2 separate regions of the Pan troglodytes genome follow, and region 2 is linked to region 1. A link is a contact called in public HiChIP or PLAC-seq data. All regions are on one chromosome and are shown on one strand. Each heading gives the region's core, a stretch centred on a gene start, on an enhancer-like site or on the middle of the called end of the contact. The rest is flanking DNA. Distances are from core to core; before and after follow the strand shown. Region 1 holds the start of CORO2B (coronin 2B). Region 2 holds the start of ANP32A (acidic nuclear phosphoprotein 32 family member A).

Region 1 (6,497 bases), core at 878-3,377:
TGGACTCCCTGTCCCATCCCTGCTTCAAGGTTCAGGTCTCCAAGCAGTGCTCCTCTACCATGGAAGTCCCCCAGTAGCCAGGATGCCCAACGATGCAGAGCAGTGCAAAGATCACTGGCCATAGATTGAGACAGACTTGAGGGCAAACCCCAGCTCTGCCACATACATGCTGTGTGACCTCAGGCAAGTCATTTCACCTCTCTGAGCCTCAGTTCCTTCCACTGTTAAAGAGAACTGAACACACCTTCCTTGCAGGCCTCCAGGGAAGGAAGGCTGCATGAGCTCGTGCACAAAAAGAGACACAGGGGAGGCGCTGAGTTAATCCTCAGCGCTATTATTAAAACCTCACACCCTTTCTCTCTCTAGCCGGGCCCATCCATTACTCCTCTGTCCCAGGCTGCTTGCATCTTTGACATTAATAACCTTAATATCCCTCCCAGCTGAATAGCATTTGCATCATTTCAAAACCCTAAGCATCTTACCCCAGGTGGGTCACAACAGCCCTGCCAGAAGTAGCCAGAGCTGAGGAAGCCCCTGCACCCTCAAGTTCATCTTCTCACAATGCTCCCAAGTCCCAGAACCAAGGCCAATGGCAAAGTTTGGAGTTGGGCCCAAGAATCCGCACAAACATTCAGTCTTGGGGCAGACCTCAGGAGGGCAAGGGTAGGCCCTGGCTTACCAGAAGGAGCCAAAACCACCCCACCTCCATCACTTGCACCCCAACCCTCCATCTGGCCCCACTGCTCTGACCACAAGCGGGCTGCCGGTCCCACTTTGGCCTCCAGCTCCCCAATTCTGGGACCCAGCTGGGCAGCTGGAAAGGGTGGAGTCTGGCCCTTGAATGGACGGCCAAGCCCGAGGCCACCGCCAGACTGTGAGCTCAGTACCCAGACAGATCTCTCTGAAGAGTGTGGGTTCACACCCTTGATTTTATTGGTTCTTTAACAGCCTGTCACGACCCAGGACCCATATTATCTCCCTCACAGCACACAAGAAGAAACTGAGGCCCAAAGTGGACCCCTCCCCGACCAAGGTCATCCAGGGGATTTGGGATAGAGCTGGGATTGAACTCAGGTCTCCCTGGTCCCTTGACCCTGGCACTTTCCACTGCCCCATCATCTTTCCTCTTAACTCTTTCCTCCCTACAACTAGGAAGCCCCTGAAGTCTCTCCAATAAACGTGGGCCCCTATGACAAGGCCCAACAATCATCCTCCAATATGGGGGCTGCCAAGATGCCCACCTTTGCTTCCCCTGTCACATTCCCTCCCCACATCTTCAAGCCAACCACCTGGACCTGCCCTGTCTCTGGTAGCGGCTCCCGGGACTGGGCAGCGCCTTCTGCACAGAGTGGCTTTGGAGTGGAGCCAGCGCTCCCGGCATGGGCGGCAGAGGCTGGCAGGTGGGGTGGGGTTTCCCCCCGCTGGCCTCCTCGGGGAGGCAGGCCCATCCCCACACCCACTGCTCAGCACCAGCCCCTGCCAGCGACGCTTCCCGCCGCGCACTCCCTGGAGGGACACCGCTAGCCGCCCAGCCCAGCTCTCCAGGGGTTAAAAATGCAGCATCCCAAACAAGGGTTAAAAATGCAGTCCCGGGGTTGGGCCGGGCGCGGAGGGATGTTGGCCAAACCGCCGGGGCTGCCAGAGCGGCATCCTCCCCCTGGCCTCCGCAGTCCTTGGGGGCCGGAGTGACTCGAGCGGATCCGGCAGCAAGAGAGGCGCGCGCCGCACCTTCCCGGCACCGGCGCCCCCTCCCCACACCCACACCCCCGCGCCCCCCGCAGCCTAGCCCGGGGGCTGCAGGCGCCCGCGGGTCCCGGGCGCGGCGGGCGAGCGGCGCTTACCTTTGTGACAGTCATGCAGAAACTCCGCGGCGGAGCGGGGGCGCGGGCGCGGCGTGCGGGGGCGGCGGCGGCGGCCCGGGGCGGCGGCGGGAAGGGGGTCCGGCAGCTCCCGGCTCGCTCCCCGCGCCCCGCCGGCGGCTCGGCCGAGCCTGGGGGCTGCGCTCCGGGCGGGCAGCGCGCAGGGACCGCTCGTCGGCGCTCGCCCGCCGCTCGTCGCTGATGTCAGCCCCGAATGTGCATTTATAATAGATGAGCCTCCTTCGCCGCAGGAAGGCGAGGCAGGAAGAAAGGGAGAGAGGGAGAGGGCCCGGGCTGGGGGGCGGGGGGAGGAAGAGGGGCCGGGAACTCGCTACAAAGGAGGAGGCGGAGGGAGGAGGAGGAGGAAGCGCAGCCCGCCAGCGGCCGTGCCCCGAGCCTCCCGCTCGATCGCCGGCCGCCGGGCACCGCTGCTCCCGGAGTCGGGACGGGCGCCCGGGTCCGCGGCCTTAACCCCTTCGGGCCTGCGGACGCCACGCGGCTGGGCGAGGCTGGCTCCCGGCACCTGCCTGCTGGGAGAACGGGCGGCGCCCCGGGCTCTCGGGTGCCCCGCTGGCCCGGGGACGCTGGTGAAGTCACAGGCTGGACGGCCGAGGCGCTGCGCGGGCAAAGAAGGCGGTCGGGTTCGCCCCCTGGAGGCTCGCAAAGTCGGCCCGTGGGCCGTGAGTGTGGCGCGGCGGGCTGGGAGGGGCGTGGCAGCCGCAAGCCCGGGAGCCCTGCCCGCACCCCCACCTCGCGCTGGCCCGGGGCACAGGGTGGCCAGACGGATTTGTGTAAGCACTCTTTCGAATCTAATTCCCGCCGCGATGACTTGCCCGAAGGCCACCTTAGTGAGTTTTGCAGAGGAGGAAACTGACGATCAGAGTGGGACGGACGTGGGAAGTGACTTAGACCACAGCACAGGACCTGCCTGCCCGAGCCGTTCCTCCCGCTCTTTCCACTCGGCCGCTAGCTCCCTAAGGAACCTCTTGTTATAGAAGCTGTCCTGCCCTAGGACTGTCTACACTACCACTGAGTGCCGCTCTACTCGTGGAGTGATAACACAGGTGCGTCCTGTGCGCTGATCCAATCCTGACTCGGGGCACAGTGTGTCCTGGAGCTGCTGCGGAGATTTGAGGGACAGTCACCTGAAGGTGACCTCACAAGTCTTGAGAAAGGAGTCTGCCTCCCAAGCACCTGAGCAGAACCGGTTTCCGCAGATACAGAACCGCGGAGAGGGTGGAGGGGAGGGGTTAGCAGAGGTGGAAGCAGAGGGGTTCTCCAAGCAGGACAGCCTGGCAAGCCCGGAAGTGCTGGCTTCCTGCTCCACCGTAATTACCGGTGCAATTCACCAGGACAGCGAAGGCAACGTCATATATGAGCACCTGCTCTGTGAAAGTGCTGGGGGAACAGAGAGGAGATGGGATGCCTGCCTTCCAGGAGACCAGTGTCTAGATTGGAGCAATAATAATAGAGTAACCAGCCTCCAGGAAGTGCTTTGTGGGTCATTGTGCAATTTTTTTTTTTTTTTTTTTTTTTTTTTTTTTTTGAGACCGGAGTAGTCTCACTCTGTCGCCCAGGCTGGAGTGCAGTGGCGCGATCTCAGCTCACTGCAACCTCCGCCTCCTGGATTCAAGCGATTCTTCTGCCTCAGCCCCCCGAGGATCTGGGACTACAGGAACGCGCTACCACGCCTGGCTAATTTTTTATGTTTATTAGAGACGGGGTTTCACCGTATTGGCCAGGCTGGTCTCGAACTCCTGACCTCGTGATCCATCCGTCTCGGCCTCCCAAAGTGCTGGGATTACAGGCATGAGCAACCTCCCCCGGCCCTGCCATTTTTAACCACATTTTCTTGGGAGCCCTAAATGCAACAGTGTGAGGAAAGAATTACCGTCCCCATTTTGCTGATGAGTAAACAGATTTAGAGAAGGGAAGGGAATTGCCCAAGAGCACACAGTGACAGAGCGAGGACTTGAATGAAAGTCTTCTTAAATCAAGCTCAGCATTGTGCTTTGAATCCGTGAACTCCAGGGTCCATTCCTACTTGCTGCCTTATTTGAGTTTCACAGGTGTCTTAGGACATAGCTAGGCAGCTATTCGTTCCCCAGGGGAGTTCCAGGGACTTACTAAATCTCTTGGGTAGCAGATGTGCTGCAGACCTCAGGCGTCTCCTCTGTGCCAAACCCTTCCTAAGGCATCTTCCCACGTTGCTTGCCTGCCAGGAATGCTCTCTTATTCTTCTGCACTAACTCAAACGCATCCCACCTCTCACGGCACCACCTCCTTGCCACCTCTCCTGACAACTCCAGCCCAATGGCTCTCCCTGTTGCATTTAGTTCTGAGTGTCTGGTCTCATTTTCATGAGCCTCTGAGCACAGAGGCATGCCTTCTCTCACTGTGTACCCCTGGGCACATAGTAGGAGCTTAGCAAATATTTAATGCCACCAAGAACAAATCAAGCAAAATATACCTTTAACCTGCAGCAGAGGAAATTTAAATTAGGCCCATGAAAGCATTTCCCACCAGCGAGCTGTCCAGCATTGGAAGAGTCAGATTCCCTGTCTCAGCTGTCTTGGGCAGGTCAGCCTCTAGCCAGAAGGATGGAGCTCAAGACCTTTCCAGGGCCCTTCCAGCCCTAGGACCCCATCGGAAACCTTTAAAGGGCAACTCAAGGACACCAGTCACCCTGCACCCATGGCTGTGACTTGTCTGTCCACTTTTATATCTTACAGAGATTTCAAATCCCAGATTGTCATCCTGAGCTCCCAGCATGCCTCTTGGCACCTTTCCCGCCATCCGCCGTTGTTGTGGGCTCTGAGAATGAGACAAGTACTTAATAGCAGCTTGAGCCAAATATAATTAGGAACATCAATCTGCTGCCCCCAACCCATGTGATGTTCTCCAAAGGCAGAAGGAAAATGTTTCTGATCCCTCCTGTGCTGCTGGCTCACCTCTTCTGTCACATCTCCCCAGGCAGAAGGGAGGTCTAGAAGAGCAAGGGCAAACTCAGACAATGCCACATCCCCTTGTGCCCAGTCACGGCCACTGCATGTAGGAGATACTGAGAAATACATGCATTTTCTTTCTTTCTTTCTTTCTTTCTTTCTTTCTTTCTTTCTTTCTTTCTTTTTTTTTTTTTTTTTTTGCGACGTAGTCTCACTCTGTCACCCAGGCTGAAGTGCAATGGCGTGGTCTTGGCTCACTGCAACTTCTGCCTCTCGGGTTCAAGCGATTCTCCCACCTCCACCTCCTGAGTAGCTGGGACTACAGGTGCCCGCCACCCCACCCGACTAATTTTTGTATTTTTAGTAGAGATGGGGTTTCACTATGTTGGCCAGGCTGGTCTCGAACTCCTGACCTTGTGACCTGCCCGCCTTGGCCTCCCAAAGTGTTGGGATTACAGGTGTGAGCCACCACACCCAGCCAATACATGCATTTTATATGTGCGATCGTTAACACCACAACACTACTCATCCTGGGTCTCCAGTAACATAGCCCATCTTAGTTTGGGTTTCCTCCAAAGCAAAGCCTGAGAGAGGTGTTGGATGCAGGTGATTTAATTGGAAGGTGATCACAGGAGTGGAAGATTGGGGCAGTGGAGGTGGGGAGTAGTGCGGTTGAGAAGGAGCAAAGGTGAATACACCAGTATAAAGGTGTATTCTCACTGGGCGCATTGGCTCACACCTGTAATCCCAGCACTTTGGGAGGCCGAGGGGGGCAGATCACAAGGTCAGGAGTTCGAGACCAGCCTGGCCAAGATGGTGAAACCCCCATCTCTACTAAACATACCAAAATTAGCCAGACGCGGTGGTGGGCACCTGTAATCCCAGCTACTCAGGAGGCTGAGGCAGGAGAATTGCTTGAACTTGGGAGGCGGAGGTTGCAGTGAGCTGAGATCGCGCCACTGCACTCCAGCCTGAGTGACAGACCAAGTCTCAGAGGAAAAAAAAAAAAAAGAAAAAGTGTATTCTCAGGGTCACTGCAGGAGGCATCCAGAGGAGTGAGGCTCAGTTCCCCAGAGACCCGTGGATCAGATACAGAATTGCCTGTCAGCCTAGCGGGTGTTTATCCACCCTCCTCTTCCCCATTGTTTGAGGGCTGACCCGAGGGCATTATCTTCTTGCACTTCAGGGCTATGCTTTTGGGAGGGCAGAGCAGGCCTCTCAGCTTCAGAGAATGTCCTGGAGCAGAAAGTTAAAAGTCCCTGGTTCTTATGGAGGTGGGATGCTGTCAGCTCAAGTCTGGGCTCTTTCAGATGCTCTAAGCTGCAGGTGAGCTCAGAGGTGGGGTAGCCTGAGGGGATACGGTACACATTGTAGGGTAAATAAGACATTGCAGTATTAGTTCTGGTCTCTTCTAGACACTTTCATGCCTCAATGCTTTAGGCCATGCTCTTTCCTGGGCCTCTGGGGCCCTAGCCCTCTTTCTCAGCATGGCGAACTCCTATTCATCTTTCAAAGCCCAGCTCAAGTCTCAGCTCTGCATGTAGCTCTCCTGGCGCTGTATCCATGGTCGCCTGATTCACCCTGTATTATAATCATAATGAAATATATTTGCTTCTGTCTCTTTATGGGCTCTAATCATGTTGTTTCTCTTTTTTAAAATCACAAGGCTGACACTTGGGAGATGCTGGATAAC
Region 2 (6,543 bases), core at 640-3,139, 240 kb before region 1:
TTGCATTGCTAGCAGCGTGGTCTTAACTGTGGTTAAACTTTTAAATTGAAGATGAACATTTACCATCAAAGAGAACACAAACTTCAGGACTCCTATGTTACACAGATCATACACACCATATTGACCTGTTTTGAGAAGAGTTCTGTTTGAATACAATCCTAAACACCATATCCAGAAATAACAACTGTCTCAATGGCATAAATAGGAAATTTGGGGTTCCTCATGTATTACAAAGAAGCCAATAAAACTTAGAATAAATTCCAACTATACAAATAGGCTTCAATAAGATTAACAAAATCTGAGGATGACAGGCAAGTCAACAAGTTAAATAAATTATACTATTTATACCCAGATAAAATAAAACAATGACTTCTAACTTTTATGTTGCATTTCCCACCTACTCAGAGTAAACATCAGACTTCAAATTCCATTTATCATTTTATCTGAAAGAATTTACTGAGTAAAATCCTTAGTTGCAGGGCTTTACACTTGCAATCCATCAGGTTGCAATATTAAAGTTACTACAGCTTCTTCCCCAGTGTAAGCATTCTGTATGTGTTTTATTTACATTGTCACTTTTTATTTCCTCCTCAACTTCATATGCCTAAGAATGAAACTGTATTGCTATTATGCAACAGTATTTTAACTTTGCAACATACATACTGGCTTATCTCTCCTTTGAACTCCTGTTCCTGAAAAATAAACACATGTATCCAGAAAAACTACCTTGAGGTGTGTGGGGAAGAGTGCAGACATGTAGAAACAAACACTAAAATACAGTCGTGTGGAACGGTAAGGATGTATCTGTCCTTGTTGACAACAATCCCCGTGGTTTATTAACAGCCACAGGCAGCCAACTTAGTGCCGTAAGTCGGTAACCCAGTGGGCATCAGGGCTTTAAGGTCTCTTAAAACTTAATGTGATTCAAAAATACCCAAGGCAAACACGCCGAAAAACCTGGAGAAAGTGCTCCAGTTAGAGCCTCCTTGGCAACCCAAACCGAACCAAATGACTCAGGTGGACGATTAGAATAAACCGTGCGCCGTTCTCTTTCACTAGGTCTATAAAGCCCATAAATTATGTTTGGTCCAGAAAACCAGGAGTTATGAGCACCTTCCTTTTCCACCTTTTAATATTCTACATATCCAGCAACAGTTCTTAATCCATGGTCTTCATTCATTTGTTGCCTAAACAAGATCTTGGGTGTCTCTTGGTGATCACTTCTTCCAAGCTGACCTAATATGACAGCAAAGTGAAAAGCCTCTTCGTGGGAAGGGTCGCGACCGCGCGGTAAGTCATCCAAAAGTGGAAGCATCTTGCTTTTACTGACTTATGCATACGAGGGTGGCGATGGTGGCGGCCTGACAGGGACGAGGCCGGAGGGGAAGGGGCGCGCGGGCTGGGCAGCCGCGGCGGGGGTGACGGGGGCAGCCACGCTCCCCAGCGCGAGCCGCCGGACCCGGGACCCGACGAGCCCCTCCCGGCATTGCACCCTGACCCCTCTCCTCCTTCCAGGCCTTTCATCTGCCCTCCCGCTGGGCAGCCCGCGGTCCCCGGACCTCAAGCCGCCCGCCTCCTTCCGCAACCCCGTCGCGCCGCCCCGCGAAGCCCTCGGCCGGGCGGGGACCCCGACCCGACCCCTCCGGCCGCGCCCCTCCCCCTCGCAGAACGCACCTGCGGCCCCGCCCCCGGCCGAACGCTGAGGCGGCGGCTGGCTGGCAAGGCCGGGCGGCTCGGCCCTCGAGGCACAGTCACCTTCCCTTCCCCCGCCATTCCGCCCACCCCCCTCACTCAGCCACAGAGCAGCCGCCGCGCTCCTCAGCCGCCCCGAAATCTAAAGGGGTCCGTCTCCGGCACCACAACCAAATGGCCGAGCCTCCCTGGCCGGCTGCGCAGCCCACCCATTGGTCCCTTCCCCCCCCCGCCGCCACTGCCATTGGCTGTTGCCCGGAGACCCTCGGCGGCGATTGGCTCGGGCCGCTGCCGCTCGTCCGTGGGGCCGCAGATCCCGCCTCCACGGCGATCAGGTTAGTGTGCGCCGCGGGTGCTGGGGGCTCGAGAACCGAGCGGAGCTGGTTGAGCCTTCAAAGTCCTAAAACGCGCGGCCGTGGGTTCGGGGTTTATTGATTGAATTCCGCCGGCGCGGGAGCCTCTGCAGAGAGAGAGCGCGAGAGATGGAGATGGGCAGACGGATTCATTTAGAGCTGCGGAACAGGACGCCCTCTGATGTGAGCATTTGCCAAAAATATCTCTGTCGGTCCATTCTCCTACTTTGTGTGTGTGTGTGTGTGTGCGCGCGCTGGGGGGAGGCACTTTTTTTGGGGGGGGGCGCCCGGGAGGTGCGGGTTTGGGGGTCGGACTGCAAGCGAATTGGCAAGGCTGGGGGGTTGCAATGCCATCCGAGCATGTTCCGGCCGCCGCCGCCGCTGCCCTTGGTGTGTGACTACCTGTGCGTGTGCTCCCGCGTGTGCGAGTGTGGGTGCGAGAGTGTGCGTGCGAGTGTGCACCCATCGGGGGCCGGCGGGCGCACGCGTTTGGGTCGGAGAGAATAAGGCGAAATCACCCTCGGAGATCGCTGCTCCCGTGACTCCGTCTGGGGGGAAGATTAACGAGGGAGGAGGAGGAGAGGGGCTGCCTCCTGGATTTAACAACAAAAAAAGGGGGTTTTACATTTTATAAATGTATCCCCCCTTCCGCCCCCCTCCCGCGCCTCCCCCCTCCCTTTCTCTCGCTCGCTCGCACACACAATAAGTTTGGGGCTTCGCGAGTCCGGTTTAGTTTCTGATAAATGTGGGCCGAGGCCCCCGGGGAGAGCGCGTGGGGAGGGGGCTGCAGCGGAGTTGGGAATGGCTGGAGTTTAAAGTGCGTCTTCATTTCTTTGCAGTGATGAGGCGAGAGACGGGGGAGCCATATTTGTAACTTTGTAGTGTTCGTGAACGCGCCCTTTCTCTCCCTCCCTCCCTTTCTCTGCCTCCCTTCCTCTCCTCCTCTTTCTCCCTCACTCTTTCCACCCCACCTTCGGGCCAGATGCTGATGTTTCTTCCTTTCCTTCCGAAGGGAGGATAAATTAGAAGGAGGGGGAGGGATTTTCAAACGTGCTAAGGCACAGATAATCCCCGCGTCTCCCTGCCTCCAGCGATCGCTGGTGCAAGTTGCCCAAAGGCTACGTCCCGGTGCCCCCTCGCCCCAGCTCCTTCCGGCTTCCCCAAGATGCCAGCCTTTGGGCCCTGGTGCCCCCCAGCTCGAACCCCCGGCCCGTCTTTCTCAGTGCTGGGCTCGTCGGCAGCCATTCGGCGCCTGCTTAATAAATGGGCACGGGAAACTTTGTCAGGACGCGAGCTGCCCGGAGCTGGCGCCCGTGGTGGGTACTGGCTGGGTCCACGTTTATGCGGGCATGGCAAACACGCAGCTCTAGGATGGGAGTTTGCCCGCTAGCCGCCGTTATTGATTGGGCAGCGGCGGGAGCACGGCCGGAGGAAACTTACACGGGTGGGAATCGCGAGGCTCGAGCGAAAGCTTACCCCTGAGGAGGGGGAAGGTGAGGGTGGGTGACTCGAACGCTGGTTTTTATTTCTGCCTCCCTCTCGCTTTCAAACCTGAGTGTTTTCGGCGAGTTGGCGGCTCTGGGGCGGAGACTCCGGCCAGCTCCCCTCTTGGCCCCTTGGGGGGACCGGGGACGCGCTGGCGGGAGGACACCCCCAGTCTCGGTGGCCCGAGCTCCATGAGTTGGGAGTTTGGGCAGCACCGTGCGCTGGCCTGTCGCCCCTCTAGCCCGTTAAACCCGAATCCCGGCGAAGGCAGGCCTCGCTTCCTCTTTTCCCTAGTTCCTCCCCCAAACCTGAGTGAGACTTTTGAAAACAAGATCCTTTTTGTCTACCCCCTCCCCGCCTTAACGCAGCTGTGGACTGGAGACGTGCGAGTGCCTTATGGCGCGCAGGGCGGGGAGGGGGCGGCCGCGGGAGAGGAGGGGGCGCCGCCGGTGGAGGCCGGAGTTTCCGCGCACTATTTGCGGGCGGTTTGCCTCTCTCCGGCCGCTTTCGTCCCGGCCGGGACCCGGCGCCTAGCGTTTGGGGGCTGGGTGTGGTGATGGGGGAGGGGGCCGGGGCCGCGGTCTTCCCGCGTACTTTCCGGAAGCCCCCTGCGCGGAGGGGGAAGGGCGCCAAGCGCGGGGCCGGGGTCGCCGCGGGTGGGTGCGGGGGCGCGGCTGGCCTGGCGAACCCGACCGACGCTGCCGGCCCCCCGGGAGCAAGCAGGAAAGCGGGTCGAACCGGCTCTTTAAACTTCCCCGAGTGTGTGTGTTGGGGAGGGGAGCGCACCGCGCCGTACTGGGAGCGATTTCTCACGCTTCGCCCCCTCGCCTCCCAGCCTCGCGGCCCACACGCCTGCCCCCTGCCTGGAGGCGGGGTGGGGCGCGGGTGGCGGAGGAGGGGGCACTTTCTGCACATTTGCGGGGGAGGGGGAGAAAGCTAGCGAAAGAGGGACAAAAGGGTTGGGGGAGGAGGAACTGTATTTTTTTAAACGTTCTTAAGACAAATGGCTCCCGGAGCGCGCCCCCTGCGCCCCTCCCCGCCGCGCTGCCCCTGGGCCCCCCACACACCCACCTTCGGCACCTCTCCCAACTGGGCTCCGGGAGCTGGTGGCCATGCCGCGACGCCGAAATAGGACGAGCAGCCATGTTTCCCGGGGCTCGCGCCGCACGCCCCGCCCCTCCTCCCCGGCGCGGGGCGCGGGGCTCGGAATGCGGGTTCCGGGCTCCATGTGGCGCGGGGCGCTGGCAGGCGGGCGGCGGGGGTGCAGTACGCGCGGGGCCGGCCTTGTGGCTTTCTAGGCTGGTTTTGAGTTCCAGGTGTTTTATTTATTTATTTTTATTTATTTATTTTTTTTAACGGCTAGGCCCACCCGGGGCTGAGCCCGAAGGGCGCCGAGGCGTTACTGGGGGGCAGGAGCCGCCGCCAGGGCCCTGCGCGCCTGTGGCACGACTGCCGGGCGCCGGGCTGCCATTTTGTCACCGTGGCTGTTGTCGCTGTGGGGGGCGGGGGGAGCGGAGTCTTGCGCCATCACCCCGACGGCCTCCCGCGCGGAGGAGGCAGGGGGAGCTGGCTTTGGGGACCCCCAGTTGTGCTGTGAGCCCCGATGGGGGTTTCCGCCCCGCGCCAACGGCCTGAGGCTGTGCTGGAGCGTCACGGCGGCCGCGGCGCCGGGAGGACGACGATCCTCTGTGCAAATGCCCCCCCACGCGCTCCCTGCCTCCCCCGCCCTCCTCTCCGGGGTTTCGCCGTTCCTCCTGCAGGCGCTCAGACGTAGTTAAATGTGGCCTTAAGGACTAACCGATCGCTCTGATGTTTGCTCTTTCGGCGGAAGTGATAGAGTAAGGGGAACATTAAACATGAGGTTCTTTTGGCGGGGGTGAGGGGTGTCGCGCACGCGACTCTAGTGGCCCTGACTGAAGCCAAGGACAGCAGCCTGTTCCCCGGGAGGGAAGAGTTGTCGATCCGTTGGGGAAACGCCCTCCCGGGCTGGGCTCTCCGGGAAGGTAGGTCGAGCTCCGTGTTTCAGGTGGATGTTGCAGCGCCCTGCAGGCTAGGGGAACCCTCCTCCTCGGTCTAAACCTGCTCCTTCCCCCTTTTATTTTTGCCTGGGAGAAGGCAGCTACAATAGTAATGAGATCCTAAAGCGAAAGAGAGGGATGAAGGTTTGCTTTTGAAAAAAGTAAACCTCCTTTCTCTGGATGTTGACTTAGGAGCCAGGCAATTCGTCGCGTCGGGTCCTCCGATGCTGGCATCTCTGAGAATTTTAAAAAGCCGATATAGGTGCTGGTTAAGCACCTCACGAGCTGAACTCTGGTATCTGTGCAGAAACAAACTTTCATGGCAGTGTCCAGCAGAGGCTGCCTTGGAAGCCAGCTTTTACTTTGACCTTTGGAATACATCGCATGATGTTTTCCAGGCTGACTTACTGCCTAATTGGGTTCAAGTAGCATGATATTAACTACAGTTTATGCAAGCCAACCAGGAACTCGCAGGCAGAAAATTGAGCCTGAGTTCCCCTATGGTCATAGTTGAGTTCTGCTGCTGATAGTAGTTTCGAGTCTGAGGGGCTCCATGATGAAGATGGGCTTAGGAATTACACAGACCTGGGTTTGAATTCCTCCTGCCACAAGGAGGTAGGATACGTTTACCTGCCCTTGTGACCTTGGGCTGGTGAGCTTAACCTACCTTTTTGAAGCTTTGTTTCTTCACCTGTAAAACGGAATAATCCTGTTTAATCAGTAAATGATGACAAAACTGGTTTGATATGGCCCTCAGTATATGCCGTCTATATGACAGTGTTAGTCTCGGAGACATATCAGGGTGCTTCCAGGCATTACTTTGAGCTCCTCCATGGTTTAGGATAATAACAATATTAGCTAATGCTTACATAGCAACCACGCTGTGTCTGGCACATTTCTTAAGTGGATTACATGTATCAACTAATTTAGTCCCCACAACAGCACTATGAGGTAGGTATTATTATTATCATCGTCATTGTGCATATGGAAATTGA

The links. HiChIP or PLAC-seq counts read pairs in DNA pulled down with a chosen protein or histone mark.
Region 2: an H3K4me3 HiChIP or PLAC-seq map of stem cell-derived excitatory neurons shows a contact between it and region 1, with 4 times the contacts expected there. The contact joins the promoter of ANP32A here to the promoter of CORO2B in region 1. A contact is called at or near these places in 1 of 7 Hi-C or Micro-C datasets (stem cell-derived neural progenitor cells) and 1 of 1 datasets of contacts at active chromatin or transcription factors (stem cell-derived excitatory neurons).

Annotation. Positions count from the first base shown.
Region 1 is chr16:60,575,300-60,581,796 of NHGRI_mPanTro3-v2.0_pri, reverse strand. It overlaps CORO2B (coronin 2B), which reads right to left and starts at 2,127. Exons shown (of 12, transcript XM_009429434.5): 1 at 1,842-2,127. The coding sequence starts at 1,856.
Region 2 is chr16:60,817,265-60,823,807 of NHGRI_mPanTro3-v2.0_pri, reverse strand. ANP32A (acidic nuclear phosphoprotein 32 family member A) reads left to right here and starts at 1,889. Exons shown (of 7, transcript XM_003954520.6): 1 at 1,889-2,228. The coding sequence starts at 2,175. It overlaps LOC134808456 (a long non-coding RNA gene), which reads right to left and starts at 1,762. Exons shown (of 2, transcript XR_010151401.1): 1 at 1,675-1,762; 2 at 1-1,236.